2 separate regions of the Macaca mulatta genome follow, and region 1 is linked to region 2. The links are chromatin contacts, called in public Hi-C maps. All regions are on one chromosome and are shown on one strand. The core of a region is the stretch at or near the end of the contact, and the rest is flanking DNA. Distances in the headings are between cores, read along the strand shown. Region 1 holds the start of UBTD2 (ubiquitin domain containing 2). Region 2 holds the start of STK10 (serine/threonine kinase 10).

What was found. Hi-C and Micro-C count contacts between places; a contact is called where the count stands out from the background.
Region 1: a Hi-C map of cortical neurons shows a contact between it and region 2, with 2.9 times the contacts expected there. The contact joins the promoter of UBTD2 here to the promoter of STK10 in region 2. A contact is called at or near these places in 3 of 14 Hi-C or Micro-C datasets (cortical neurons, fetal cortex germinal zone and liver).

What each region holds. Positions count from the first base shown.
Region 1 is chr6:181,149,599-181,153,923 of T2T-MMU8v2.0, forward strand. UBTD2 (ubiquitin domain containing 2) reads right to left here and starts at 1,345. Exons shown (of 3, transcript NM_001194090.2): 1 at 1,163-1,345. The coding sequence starts at 1,232.
Region 2 is chr6:181,042,800-181,046,937 of T2T-MMU8v2.0, forward strand. STK10 (serine/threonine kinase 10) reads right to left here and starts at 1,831. Exons shown (of 19, transcript XM_028849917.2): 1 at 1,311-1,831. The coding sequence starts at 1,466.

The DNA.
Region 1 (4,325 bases), core at 95-2,594, 110 kb after region 2:
GCTAACCATCATGGAAGCCAGGAAATCCATCAGTCAAAAAACTTAGGTGTACATGGTTTGTGAAGAGAGCTTAAGTGACATGGCAAGCAACTGGTCTAAATGTCAGTATGCTAAGAAACAGTTGTAAACCCTCCCACACCCAAACAATTTAAAAATTTACAAACATGCACATTTTAAGGCGGCTAACATTAGGTCAAAAATCAAACCAACGCTATCATCTTTGCCTAAAGGCTGTTTATAACTAAAATATTTTACAGAATGGACGTAACCAAAGGTCAAATAAAGGTAGAACTAATTTTATTATTATACTGCCATACTACAACTACTACTGATTGAATTAAAATACCTATCCTCAGCACGCCTTTACTATAAAGTAGATGTGCGTTCCCGTGTTAGAAAACTTTTAAAGTACTAATCTTACTGGGGTAAGTCAGAGTCCAACTGCATTTGTACTTTTATCCTGCATAATTTTCCTTCTACGTAAGCCAGATGGGAATTTGATTAGCCCACCCCGACAGCACACCGGCCTAACACCCCCAAGCTCTAGCAAGAAGCCACGTTTTACCCGGGAAGACCGTTTCCCCTCCCCTCCTTAATACAATGCCTGCGGCCACTGGAGTCTCCCCCAGCCGAGCTCCAGAAACTCGCGGGTTTAAATGGCCAATTTGGAACCAACCGGGGCAGCTGTCATCTGAAACTCAGGAAAGCTGAGACCAGCCAACTCCACTGAACAAGGAAGGGTGCGGAAAGATGTGGCGGGGCCCGTTGGAGGGAACGCATCAAGCTCCCTCCCCCCGCCATCAATTTGCTTTTCCGCAACCCCGGCGCCGCCATCCTGTTTCTCAATAATTAAACGGGCTGGAGAGGGAGTGAGGTGGCCAGAAGGGCAGCTTCGGGTCCGACTTCCCCGAGCCGAGCGGAGCGATCGGCGAGGCCGAGGGCTACGTCCCCGGCGCTCAGAGGACTTTTCTTCGCAGCTGGGGCGGGAAGGGGCGATCCCCGCGGCCGGCAGGGCAGCCGGAAGCGGAGCGCGGGGAATGACGTGGAAGAGGGGATGACAAAGGGGCACGGGAGCCCGGCGGGGCCCGCGGGGGTCGGGACAGGTGGCCGGGCCTGGCCGGGAACAATGGGGGGCCGAGGCTGCCCCCTGGCGCTCACCTACCTCCGGTGCCCTCCGAGTTCTCGTTGAGGCTGCCCGAGGAGTCGTGCTGGGCGCCCACACACCCGCCCATGGGGGCCCCCGGCGCCTCGTCCGCCACCTCCGGACGCTCGTCCGGGCCGCCGCCGCCGCAGCCTCCTCCGGCGCCACCGCCGAGCTCCGGACAGGCGCGCCGCTCCGCTCGCCCGCCGCGGCCCAGCCTCCGCCCCCCTCGCCGCTCCACCCACCGCCTTGGCTCGGCCCCTTCCTCCGCGCCCACTTCTACCTCAGCCCCTGGGCCGCCCGCTCGGCAGGCCTGGCCCGCGCGCCGCCCTCGCCTTCGGCTCAGCCCCGCCAGGCCAGGGCTGGCCCATCCCGGGCGGGCCGCAGCGCCCGCCTCGCCCCCTCACAGCCCCGCACACCCGCGTCCAGGCGAGCCCCGCGCCGGCGCCTCCCGTCCGCCAGGACCCATCGGCCCCCGCCCCGCGGCGCCGCCCTCCGCACCCACGGCCTGGGCTCGGCCCGGCCCGCCCGGAATCGCCGGGGAAGGGCGGGGCCCCTGGAGGCCGCGCTCTGATTGGCTGAGGGCGGGGCTGCGGGTGGAGCGGTGCGAGGGTGAGGCGGGGGAGGGGACGCAGGGGGCTCAGTGGGGGGAGGACTGGAGGCGAGGGGAGGAGGAGAGAGGGAGGACGCGAAGAAAGGAGAGAAGGGAGGGAAAGCAGGAAAAGCCGAACAAAAGTGAGAAAAGAGGAGTGGGAAGGGGCGAAATCGAGTTCCTGGCTCCTCGGCCGTCGGTTTCTTCTTGCCGGTGGAAGCGGGTAGCACGGGGGAACCGAGAAGTAGTCGTGGAAGACTCGCAGGCGGGGACGGGGCGGTTTCCCAAATAACGGGCTCGGGGGGCCGAACGTTGAGGTCCCAGCACCTTTTGAATTTATATGGCGCTCTGTGGGTTGGTACCCCGAATCTGGGCTTCCTCTTGCCTGCCCACCCGTGTCTTCCCTAAAATCATGGGACCCCATTATTAGGGGTGGAGGCGGTAGTTGTGGCAAACCGAACTGAGATTAGAGGCGAGGCGTCCTGATGGAACGCCTGGAAAGAAGAGATAAACGCTGACCTTAGTTCAGGGGGCGTGGATTTCTTTCATTTTCACGGGATTACTGATTCAAACAATACTACTTATCAAGATCCTGCCTTTGGGTATCTTAAATCGTCCTTAGGCGAAAGTGAAGTGTAAATGAGTGAAACACCCTGCTTTTTCTAATCTAGAATTTGGGACATTGACCACGCCCAGCATTCTTGGCGGTTACTTTTCCAATCTCAGCCAAACTGTTAATGGTCCCTTTAGAATTGTGCTTCGTGCTATGATGCCTTAAAATTTTTATCATCCTGCTTGGGCCTTTCGAAAGCTTATTTCTGCCTAAGAAGCTGTTTTAACTATCTGCTCCATTTTTATGTCAGACTTTCTTTTTTTAACATCCTGGGTCAGCTTTTGCTTAGCACGAAAAAAAAAATTTTAAGTTGAAATACCTAAGAAAGAGATGTTCTGCAGCTTGGGATTTGCATTTAAATATATTCTCATACACTGCTGGTGGGAGTGTAAATTGGTTCAATCTTTTTTGCAAAGCAATTTGGCAATGCAGATCAAGAGCCTTAAAAATGTTCATATCCTTTGACTCGGGATTATTCCACATCTGGGAATCTAGCTCACAGAAATAGACCAAGATATTATACAAAGATTTAGATCTCCGTATTCATTTGATAATCAGACATTAGACAAACAAAACCTACACTTAGGTTAAAACACAGAAATGTCGTGAGATGTAGAAATCTGCTACATTAAACTCATCCTGAAGAATTAGTATTGTCCTCAGTTGTGGTCCTGAACATTCCAAAAAGAGCTTATGCAACCGATGTTTTTATGAGTTTTCAGAGGTTGCTCTGACATCAGGGGCTGTGTCACAAAGCCTTCTATCTGATCATTTTCAACTGAGTATACACGTTGGCAGACGCATCACTCCATCACTTCCCTGAAGAGAAGCTGCATGCTGAATATTTGCAAGGAGATTGCTTTGTCCTGAATTTCACTCTAGAAATTGCAGAAACCAAGACTTCCACGATGTCTATTAAACAGATGGTAGGCACCCAAATGATGAGGACTCTCTGATGAGCACTGAGGAATTGGCACTAGGAAGAGAGCAATCTCGGGGAGAGATTCTCAGCAATAGATGTTCTCCACCCTGCCTTTATCTTAGAGACGCATGTTCCCAGGAGGCAGTGTAGTGTAGCAGTCAGGACCCCAGCTTGGCTATTAACTTCCTGGATTGGAATCTGGCTTCCATCGTGTGCTAGCTATATGGTCTGAAGTTTCTGGCAGGCATGGTGGCTCACGCCTGTGATCCCAGCATCTTGGGAGGCTGAGGTGGGAAGCTCACCTGAGCTCAGCAGTTTCAGACCAGCCTGAGCAACACAGGGAGACCCTGTCTCTACAAAAAATTTAACACAGGGAGACCCTGTCTCTACAAAAAAATTAGCGGGGCGTGGTGGTGAGCGCCTGTAGTCCCAGCTACTCAGGGGGCTGAGGTGGGAAGATCACCTGAACCGAGAGAGGTGGAGGCTGCAGTGAGCTATGATCGCGCCACTGCACTCCAGTGTGGGCAACAGAGCAAGACCCTGTCTCAAAAAAAGAAAAAAGAAAGTTTGGCCAGGCATAGTGGCTCACGCCTGTAATCCCAGCACTTTGGGAGGCTGAGGTGGGTGGATCAAGAGGTCAGGAGTTGGAGACCAGCCTGGCCAATATGGTGAAATCCCGTCTGTATTAAAAATACAAAAATTAGCCAGGTGTGGTGGCTCACACATGTAGTCCCAGCTACTCAGGAGTTTGAGGCAGAAGAATCACTTGAACCCGGAGGGCGGAAGTTGCAGTGAGCCAAGATCTTGCCACTGCACTCCAGCCTGGGCGATAGAGTGAGACTCCATCTCAAAAAAAAAAAAAGTTTATGTGGAGTTCAGTTTCCTCACCTGTAAAATTGGGCCAAAAATAATGCTCCAAACTCTGTGGGGCTCTTCATCAACTCTTTTATTTCATGTCTAGCATCATCTGTCTAAACTTACTGCAGGCCGGCATGGTGGCTTAGGCCTGTAATCCCAACACTTTGGGAGGCTGAGGCGGGCAGACCACTTGTGGTCA
Region 2 (4,138 bases), core at 581-3,080:
GCCACTGCACTCCAGACTGGGCAACAGAGGGAAACCCTCTCTCAAAAAAAAGAAGAAAAAGAAAAAACTGCCACCACTCCAAGCCTCTAGGGCAGTACTTCTCAAACCTATTTGCTTAGGGATCACCTGGGATCTTATTAAAATGCAGACTCTAATTCAGCAGGTCTGGGTTGGGCCTGAGATTGTTCACTTCTAACAAGCTCCCAAATGATGCTATTGTAACACTGGTCATCTAGGAACTACCCTGGTAACTAGGTGATAGACTACTTTCAAGTCAGAGGAGAAGGCTGGAGAAGGCTTCTCTGTGGTCCAGCCTTATAGAAGGGCAATCCTAGGGTCAGAGTGGCCTACAAGCTACAGGAGCCCCAAGGAGGAGGATAGTGGCTTAGGAGAGAGGTGGTCTCCTGGAGGTATACGCCAATTTAACAAGAGGGAGTCTCCAGTAAAAATTTTCTTAGGGGAAAGGGGGGAGTCAAGCTGTAGGTGTTCGCTCCCTAAAACAACTCAGCACCTCAAAATTAGCTCTCAGGAGCAGAAACTAAGGTCTTGCTGCCACACTTCTCTAGACAAAATCAGCTCTGCCCCACCCACTCCACAAAAGCTCTCTGCCGAGTCTTCCTCTAGGGGAGAGGTGACTGCAGGCTGGGAGACTCCCCAGCTGTGACTCAGACCGACGGAATCAAATCTGTTCCCCGAGGCTCAGCATTCACCAGATCCTGACCTCCCCCTCTGCCTGGCCCCAACCCACCTTTCCAAGCCCCACCTCTCACTCCAGGGGCCATCCCTCGTCCACCCCACTTCCCTGTCTCTGGCTCATCTTCAGATGTGTCCCCAGCTCCCAACCCTTCCAAGCGCAGCCGAGTTTCTCGGTCCACATCGCCTCGATATTCCCACAGCATCTGTATAGTCTCTCTTAAAAAAAAAAAAGTGTGTGCCCCTATCGCCGTTTTACGGAAGGTCCCTGGAAGGTTCCTCGAGTGGCCCTCTCGGATGCTGAGGTCCTGTCAGCGCCCCTTTGTCTCCCCGTGCGGCGCCGAGCGCAGTGCAGGACACACAGGAAGTGCTCCGAAACAGGGCTAAGGTGGGGGCGGCAGCCGTGCCCGGAGGGGGCGCCCAGAGCGCAGGGACTCGGCCTGGCCGAGTGACGTTCCCCCCAAAAAACAAGAGTCACCAGCATGAGGGCCAGGGACCTCGAGTTCAGAGCCAGGCAGCCCTCGGAGCCGGAGCCAGGCTGGCCGGGTCCCGGGCGGGCATCCCTTCCTTCCGGAGCCCCTCGACGCGGGTCCGGCCACCCACCTCAGCGCCCTCACCTTGTAAACCTTGCCGAAGGCGCCGTCGCCCAGCTCGCCCACGATCTCCCACACCTCGTTGGGGTCCAGGTCGCGCCGGACGTGCTCATATTCGCGGGACTTTCTCTTCTCGAAGGTAGACAGGCGCAGGATGCGGCGGAAATTGGCAAAAGCCATGGCCGGGGGCGCGGTGGCGCCGGCTCGGGCTCGGGCTCGGGCTCGGGCTCGGGCTGTGGCTTCGGCGGCCGCGAGGAGAAGGAGGAGGAGGAGTTGGAGGACGCCGCGGCTCTCGGGGTTCTCCCCAGACCCGCCCTTCCCTGCAGCCCGACCCCGGTCAAGTGTGCCCTGGGCAGCGCCGCGCCGGGAGCACCCGGAACCGCGCAGGCGGCGGCGTCCCCGCCCCCGCCCTGTCAGGTCCCCGGGGCCGCCTCCCTTGTGCCGGCCCCGCAGCCCCCGCCCGGCGCAGCCCTGCTTGCGAGAGCCTCGGACCCGTTCCGGGGGACCGTCCCCGCGCCCGCCCAGCGGCCGGGCTCCACCTGCCGCTCCCCGGCAGAGCCCCGAGACCCCCTAATTGGCTGCGGGCGCTCCCCGGCTCCGCCCGTCGCCGCAGGGCACTCTGGAAACTGTAGTCCCCGCACACCACGCGCCGCGAGCCGCGGGCTGGGCTTTGGAGAAGCTTCGGGGACCGCTGGGTGGGACCGCTCATGGACTCAGGAGCCAGCCCGCCGCGCCTTGTGGCTCCCAGAACTTTTGTGGGAGCGAAGGGGACGGCGACTTGGCATTTCGCGAGAGCCCACGGATCGTTGTCAGCGCCCAGAAGGTGAACCTGCACTTGTTCATTTAATCCTCCCGCAGCTATCCCGCGAGGCTGCCCTCGCCCCCACTTTTACTATGGGGACGCCCGCAGGCGAGGGCACTCGCCCCGGGCACACACGCTGGCTGCTCGTCTGCTGCGGGTTCCTCGGCGCGGTGCTGCCTCCTAGTGTGCGACGGGCAGCGCCTGTGGAGCCGCGGCCAGTCCCTGCAGGCCCCGGCTTCCTGGCGCGGTCCTGCTTTCCAGGGCCTCCCCGTCCGCGATCCACAAACCTGCCATGATTAAAGAGCTGGAAGAAAGAGCTCCTTTGGCAGTGATTTATCTTATGCTTCATGATGGGTTTGCAGATGTATTTGCATATTAAAAACTTTATTCTAATTTTTAATGTCCTGGTTTCAAAAAAGATGAGTGCACTACATACAGATCAAACGGAAGTCTTCTTTGAGCACCTTTCTCGATCATGGCCACCTGAGTCACTTCACTGCTACTGTTGCCTGTTTGTCCTATAAACGGTTATAACATGCTTTTAGCTGAATCTAAGGAGAGTGCTGGGGGCGGGCAGTCTGCAAGGCTTATTATTTGGACCCTGTGTCATAAACAAGTTGAGTCTTCGCGAATGTCACACTTCAGTAGCTCCAACCCCAGAGAACGGCTGGGTTGAGGTGTTTTCGCCCCTTCTTCGGTGCTTTGTTGGAAAATATCTCTTGAGCAGTGTTCAAACACCAAGCATGGTTTTCCACTGGGAAAGCCAGCTAAAGAAGCCTGCGATGCTGGTAGTGGTCGGCACAGAGAGTGTCCTGAGTAAAGGTTGCTAAGCCGTTCAGAATGTTTCCACAGCTGCAGGAGTGCCTGGAATTGTAGACGGTCTTTAAAAGAAGGAAATGCTGCTCATCGCTGACCGTTCTCATTGAGTCAGGCGCTGTCTGAACCTCCTAGAACATGCTGAAAGCCATACCAAAGGGGTGGGGAGACCAAGGAGGTTGTTCCATACTAGGAGATGAAGGCTCTGACTTCCCGAAAGCTGTAGGCCTGGAGGGCTGTGAAGGTCAGAGGTCTCTGACCAGCTCTAAGAGCTTGAGGGGAGAGAGAGAGAGAGAGGGAGAGAGAGAGGGAGAGAGAGAGAGAGAGAGATTCATTCATTCAATATCATTAAGTGAAAGAAGCCAGACACAAAATCCTGTGTTCTATAAATTTCCATTTATATGAAATGTCTAGAAAAGGCAAATCCATACAGACAGAAAGTAGATTAATGGTTGCCTGGAACAGGGTATGAAATGGGAATTCACTGTACATGAACAATAAACAGTCTAATTGGGAGTGATGAAAATGTTCTAAAACTGCACAATGGGGACAATTTCATAACTTAGTAAATTTGCCAAAAATAACTGAATTTCAAACTTTCATTTTTGTAAATAAATGAATTTTTTGTGTATATTATACCTCAATAGCATTGTAAAATACATTGAGGTTCAATAGAATCAAAGCTACTTCTTTGAAATAACTAATAGACAAGACTAGTCAAAGAAAAAGAAAAAAAAGGTTGGCCACAGTGGCTCACACCTGTAATTCCAGCACTTTGGGAGGCCAAGCTGGGTGGATCACCTAAGGTTAGGAGTTCAAGACCAGCCTGGCCAACATGGCAAAACCCCAGCTCTACGAAAAATACAAAACTTAGCTGGGCAGGGTGGTGCACGCCTGTAATCCAAGCTACTTGGGAGGCTGAGGCAGAAGAATCACTTGAACCCAGAAGATGGAGGTTGCAGTGAGCCGAGATCACACCATTGCACTCCAGTCTAAGCAATAGAGCAAGACTCCATCTCAAAAAAAAAAAAAAAAGAAAAGAAAAAGAAAAAAAATTGGTGAAAGAAATATTCACTGGAAGAAATAAAAATGAAAAGGGAACATAATATTAGATACTGTAGATATTTTGATAATCATAAAGTGATATTTTAGACAAATTTATGTGAATAAATGTTTTAATTTACATAAAATGGGTAATTATTGAGAAGAAAATATAAATGATAGGTAAAAGATA